2 separate regions of the Mus musculus genome follow, and region 1 is linked to region 2. The links are chromatin contacts, called in public HiChIP or PLAC-seq maps. All regions are on one chromosome and are shown on one strand. Each heading gives the region's core, a stretch centred on a gene start, on an enhancer-like site or on the middle of the called end of the contact. The rest is flanking DNA. Distances are from core to core; before and after follow the strand shown. Region 1 has its middle 40 kb from the start of Tcf7l1. Region 2 holds the start of Sh2d6 (SH2 domain containing 6).

Region 1 (3,192 bases), core at 209-2,708, 310 kb after region 2:
ATGGTCCTCTCACCTTACCTTATCCCTCTCTGGGATGTCAGGTGTGCTGGGATGTCAGGTGTGCTGGGATGTCAGGTGTGCTGGGATGTCAGGTGTGCTGGGATGACTGATAAGTGTGCTGGGATGTCAGGTGTGCTGGGATGACTGATAAGTGTGCTGGGATGACAGGTGTGCTAGGATGACTGACAGGTGTGCTGGGATGACTGTCAGGTGTGCTAGGATGACTGACAGGTGTGCTAGGATGACTGACTGACAGGTGTGCTGGCATGACAGGTGTGCTGGGATGACAGATGAGTGTTTCCATTTTCTGAAAAGATTTTTGTTGTTGTTTTTTTCTCATTTTTTGGTTTATTTATTTGTTTACTTATTTACTTAATTTTAACAAGATCTTTCTACATAACCTGTTATGGAACTCACTACATAGACCAGGCTGACCTTGAACTTAAGAGATCTGCCTGCCTCTCTCTCCCAAGTGCTGGAATTAAAGCTGTGTGTTACCATGCCCTGCCTAAAAAAGATTTTTTAATTGGTCAACACGACTTCTCTTGAAAGGTGGGCCCTCGATTAAGAAACTGACCAGAAAGATTATAAAGCCATGGGAGGCTGGGGGCTCTGACAGGCTTGACAGTGGCAGCAGATGTCTTTTCCTAAGCTAAAGTCCCCACCTCCCTGTAGTCTCCCCTCCCCCAGCCTGAAACCTGCTTGCTCAGGGGTGGAGCTTCCTGCTCATTCGTTCTGCCACGCCCACTGCTGGAACCTGCCGCTTTGCTGTTTGGAGCCACACACGTGCTCACCTTTCTACTGGATCAGAGATTATTCGGCGGGAATCGGGTCCCCTCCCCCTTCCTTCATAACTAGTGTCGCAACAATAAAATTTGAGTTTTGATCAGAATGAATTTGTCTTAGCTCCGTTTCTTCTTTCGCCCCCTAGATTCCTCTCTTACAGCTTGAGTAGCCATATCAGTCGAACCGTTCACGTTACGAGCTGCTGGCGGCCGCAACACCTCCCTATTCCCTTTTCATTGAGACCTGTATGTGTGATGTATGTGGATATGTGTGCAAAGGTATCTGGGGGCCAGAAGAGCATATCTGGTGTCCTGCTCTACCACTCTGCCTTATTCCCAGAGACAGGGCCTCTCACTGAACCTGGAGATAGACTGGCTGCCAGCAAGCCATAACAATCCCCCATGTTTGTCCCTCACAGCACTGAGGCTACCCACATAGCAGTGTATAGCTTTTTATGTGGGGTCTAAGAATTTGAACTCAGATCCTCTGTGGGTCAGCCCTATTTTCCTCTCCGGGAAGAAATAAGGCCCAGACTGAACTACCACTAAAGAGCAACATCAGGGCTGGGCTGACTGCTCAATGCTTAAGACTGAACACTGCTCTTGTGTAGGACCCCAGTGTGGTTCCCAGGACCTATGTCAGGCTGTTCCTAGCCTCCTGTAACCTCAGTCCCAGTTAACTGCTGCCCTCTTCTGGCATCCACAGGCACTACACTCATGTGCGTCCACATTTGCACCTAAGTAAAAGATGAAACAAAGGCTCCAGGGGCTGAGGGGAAGGGAGGAGAAGGGACATTTGTTTGCTTGCTTGTTTGTGGCACTGGAGTTTGAACCCAGAGCATCTCACACACTAGGCAAGCACGGTCTCCTTGGGCTAAGTTCCTGCCTAGGAGGATTTTGTTGTTTCTTAAATCTTTCTCTTCCCATTGCCTGTAAAGTCTCAAACCTAGGACAAATGGCTGAGGTACCTATTTAACATATCAAAGTGGACCTGGCTGCCAGGTTCTCCCAGCATCCCTCAGTCCCTACCTGTCACAGGATATAGCGGGCTTTGAGTTCACAAATGCTCAAGCTACACCCAGTGTGGCACACAGTCTCCTTCTGTGGAAACGTAGAACTCTGGGTTCCTACAGCACCATGTATGCCTGCACGTGGTTAAGTTCCCCACCATGATTGATGATAATGGATCAAACCTCTGAAACTGTAAGCCAGCTCCAATTAAATGTTTTCTTTTAGAAGAGTTGCCTTGGTCATGGTGTCTCTTCATAGCAATGAAACCCTAAGACATTCTCCTTCCAGAATTTTCTCAAGGGCTTTTTACATACTAGATGAAACATTTTACAAAGTGAGCTCTATCCCCAGAACTGCCTCCAACTTTGCATTTAAAAATTACTATTTATTTATACATCATTATGATGATGATGATGATGATGATGTTGGTTTTTCGAGACAGGGTTTCTCTGCATAGCTCTGGCTGTCCTGGAACTCACTTTGTAGACCAGGCTGGCCTCAAACTCAGAAATCTGCCTGCCTCTGCCTCCAAGTGTGCCACCACTGCCCGGCTTATTTATACTTTAAATTTTAGTTTTATTTTGTGTGCATGGGTGTGTTGCCTATTTGTCTGTCTGTCTACCACATGCATGCTTAATGCCTGCAGAGGCCAGAAGAAGGTGTCAGATCCTTAGAATGGAGCTACAGTTACAAGCCACCACGTATGTGCTGGGAATTGAACCTGGGTCCTTTGCAAGAGCAGCCAGTGCTTTTAGCCACTAAGCTATCTCTCCAGCCTTATTACTTATTTACTTTGATATCTTTGGAGACAGATTCTCTTTACATAGCCCTGGCTATCCTGGAACTCACTATGTAGATTGGATTGGCCTCAAACTCAGATCTGCCTGTCTCTGCCTCCTGAGTGCTGGCATTAAAAGCCTGTGCCACCACACCTGTGGCCCTTCCCCCCAATTATTTCTCTATGTTCTCATTAGTGCAGTGCTTGAAGTCAGAAGAAGATAACAGATACCCTCAGCTTGAGTTCCAGATGGTTGTGAGCCACCCTGTGTGGGTGCTGTGTCCTGTCCCCAGGAATAGGAGAACACCATCTTAACTGCTGAGCCATCTCTTCAGCCCCCCACCTCCTGCCTTTCACTAGCAATATCAACTAGGGGTTTATGTGCAATCATTTTCAAAATGCTTTGTAATCGCCATATCCTCAGTGTCCCGTGTAAGTGCCCATGTAAGCAGTCTTAGGTCCTTTTGAGGGAAAGGCTGGAAGGGTCATTGCCAAGTTCAGTGGCTCTTGCTCCAGAGGTCCTTTCTTCTGGAGTTCTAGCATCTTTCATCTGCAGGCTTATGTTTTATAGCCTTATAACTTCAAATGGGCAACTGCCCTCAGCTTGCCCCTATCCAT
Region 2 (3,193 bases), core at 356-2,855:
GGATGGTTCAAATGGTCCATTCCCCCCACCCCCTATCTTGACATTCTAAGGTCCTGTGGTCATACATCTCAAGGCACTGACCATAGGGGCAAGTCTCTGGAGAGTGGAGACAATGGGAGTGACAGCCCAAGGTTGCCTGTTGATGAGGGATAATACTCAGCTGTCTCACTATGGAGGGTCTTAGGTTTGACCACTTCATTCTAGGGTGCCCCTCACCTGGCCAAGGGATCACACTGACTGAAGACAGGGCCTGGAGGTCAGGGCCTCTGCTTTCAAACTCTAGGGCACAGCAGATCATGGCTTTGGTGGTAATGATACCTGTACTGACTGACTTGGAGGCTTGGCAAACAAAAAGGAGGTGTGGCTAGGAGGGATGCAGCAAGCCCTGTTCAAGGCAACCCCAAAATTCTAGGAGAGAAGAAGTGTAGGAGAGGCCTCCCCTCCCTATGTGGAGCCGTGGAAAGAGAGGGGACACTCTACCTTGCCTTCCAAAAACAGGTCCCTGCTTTGCAGGCTGTGGGTTCATTGCTGTCTTCAGCTGTGGGCATTATGGAAAGAGGGAAATGAGGGAGGAGGGAAGAGGGAGGAGGGAGGAGAGAGGGAGGTGTGAAGTGCAGGCAGTTGAAGAACAAGGAAGCTGGGGTGCAAGGGGGTAGAGCTGATGTGCTGCTTTCAACACTAACACTGAATTGTTAGCCTGTTCATGCTTGAAGCTGAGGCAGGGTAGATGTGAGTCTAAGGCCAGCCTGGGCTCCATGAGACCCCCCCTCTCAACTGCCCCTCCCCCAGAAAACACAACTGAACAAACAAAAACAAACATAAAATACTACAAAAGGAGACTGACAATGCTTCCCCCTGCCTCTAGTTGGGGTCCTTTCCTTACTGCGAAATTTCCCCTGCTTATTTATTTATTTTTATTCTGTAAAATACGAAAGTGAATAGCCACCAGATCACAGCGGGGAAGGGAGTTGGGATGACGACAGCTGACCCCTCTGGCCAGAGATGGGTCCTGTGGTCCAGGGCCCAGGTGAAGGTAGCTGAGCCTTGCCCCCAACCCCAGCAGAGGATGGAGAGCCCTGCTGAGCTGTGCTGGAGCGGGGAGCAGAGCAGAGGGGTGACTAAGGAAGGGATGAAAGGACCCTTTAGGCAAGTGGGAGGAGCTATTTTGTTGTTTATTTGTTTGTTTGTTTCACTCTGGTTTGTAATGCACAGGCAGAGGTTTCCTGGCATCTAGAATATAAACGCATGTTGGGGGTGGAACGGGAGCGGGGAGGGGGGGTGGGGGGGCGGGAGGGGTTGTGCAAATGAGATGTTTGTAAGATTTACTCACCGGGAAATGGTAGCCAGAGGTAGGGCGGGTAGGGAAGGAAGGGTTTATGGGGAGTCCTCTGGCCATGGTAGACTGAGGCGGGGGCAGTGGTGGCTTGGATGGATCCAGGGGCCCAGAACGATCTGAAAGAGACCCCATGCTTTGTAAACTGGGGAGAGGGAGGAAGGTCCTCCCTAGTCTATTCCCACTTTCTCCCCACCTAGCCCTCATCTCTCCCTCTCTCCTCCTGTCTCCTCTACTTATTGGCTTCTTAACAGCTCCGTCTCCATGGCAACTGGAGACAGTCAGCTTCCCTGCCCCCACATGACTGAGCGGGGGTGGGGGTGGGGGGGTGAGATGCCAGTGGTGGTGGCCTCTCAGGGCATTCCCACCCTGGTTGGGAGGATGTGCAGCGATTTCAGAGGAGGGAACGCAAGGCCCTAGGGACTGGGTCGGGCTTCCTGCTTTGTCAACGTTGCCTTAGTTACCTCACCCCTCCCTCCTGCCTCCTCTCCATTTTCCTTCTTTACAGTTTTAACTCCTTTCCATCTCTCTAGCCTTTTCTGCCCAGCTGAGAGGCCTCAGTGGCAGCCAGCTGAGGCCCTTTTCTGCCCCAACTCAGGCAGAAGGAAGAGAGGCCGGGCCGGATTCTCCTTTTGTTGGACCCTCTTGCCTTGACCCAACCTCTCAGCCCTTCCCTCCTCCCAGCCCTCACCCAGATACAAGGAGTCGTCTTTAGAGCCAAGAGACTGTGCAGGGGCCAGACTGACGGGCAGAACCTCACAGGGGGGCAGCTCATATTTATCCTCCTCTTCTCCCTCTTCCTGGGCCTTCAAAAAGGGATGCTGGTGGCATAGGGAAGATGGAGGCTTGAACATGGCAGGCCCTGGTGGCTGGTGCCTCCCTCCCTCCCCTCCCCCATCCTCAGCATTCCGACTTACCCTGTTTCTCCAGGTCTCTGGGCCAGACAGGAAAGATGGGTTGGCTCTACTTTCTCTCCAAACTTGGGTATCTGGATAGATAGACTGGTTTTGCTTCACCCCAGCCCACCTACTTCCAGCAAAAGGTTTATTTTGCTCTCTCTCTCTGATAAATCGTAAACCGTCTTCCCTTAACTATAGATTTCAACCCTACAACTAAAGGAACCCATAAAAGGGGCCTTTTTAGCAGTGTAGACAAGACAGGTGTGGTGAAACACGGGGATCTCGGCAGATGTGTTTGTTTCACCCATCAATGGCTCCTGACCCCCGTACCCGGATTCTGACCAAGACACGTAAGAGAACCAAGCTTAGGTGCTAAGCCTTGCTGGACAGGTGGTGGGACAGGCTATCTAGAGTCACTCAGGGAGATCCAACTGTGGAGGACCCTGGTCTGCTGGGCCCCTAAGACTCACTGTGCACTTACCTGCACCTCTGGCAGGAAGGAGTGGTGGCCCCAACCTGTAAGCAGACTCTACTCAGCTCTGCCCAAAGAGACCCTGAGTGCTGTCAGGGTGACATTGCACTTTAGACCACTCACACTTATGACTAGGAATGCTCTCTGAAGAAGCCAGTGTGACAGCCTGGACCTGAGATCAGAGCAATGGAAGGAGAAGACTGGGGTGGGCTCAGGGGGCAGGCAGAATTAGTGGCCTTTGGTGCACAGCTGGATAAGATGATACCCTAGGGATGCTGGGCACAGGGCTGGCAGAGTGGAAGCACACGGGTGGATAGAGATAGACAGCTGCTCCAGTGAGGGGGAGGTAGGTGAAGACAAAGGGGCGAGCAGGAGAAAGAGGGGCACTCACCGGGCCTTGCTGCCACTGAACCTGTCCTAGAAAGAGCAGGGGCAGAGTGGTTAGTACAGCTGGGACTCTCCCTGCCCACAGTCCTGGATCTCTAGGAG

The links. HiChIP or PLAC-seq counts read pairs in DNA pulled down with a chosen protein or histone mark.
Region 1: an H3K27ac HiChIP or PLAC-seq map of embryonic stem cells shows a contact between it and region 2, with 5 read pairs. The contact joins the enhancer-like site here to the promoter of Sh2d6 in region 2. A contact is called at or near these places in 3 of 115 datasets of contacts at active chromatin or transcription factors (all in embryonic stem cells) and 1 of 9 other capture datasets (embryonic stem cells).

The regions. Positions count from the first base shown.
Region 1 is chr6:72,827,588-72,830,779 of GRCm38.p6, forward strand. No RefSeq gene overlaps it. Among named protein-coding and RNA genes, the nearest start is that of Tcf7l1, 40 kb to the left of the region's middle. Within about 2 kb of position 1,459, at least 7 of the 459 cell types and tissues checked have an H3K27ac peak or open chromatin away from gene starts, as enhancers often do. A contact at or near this core is called in embryonic stem cells, where this site is marked.
Region 2 is chr6:72,518,431-72,521,623 of GRCm38.p6, forward strand. It overlaps Sh2d6 (SH2 domain containing 6), which reads right to left and starts at 1,606. Exons shown (of 12, transcript NM_001374030.1): 1 at 1,530-1,606; 2 at 1,331-1,452; 3 at 481-538. The coding sequence starts at 1,396.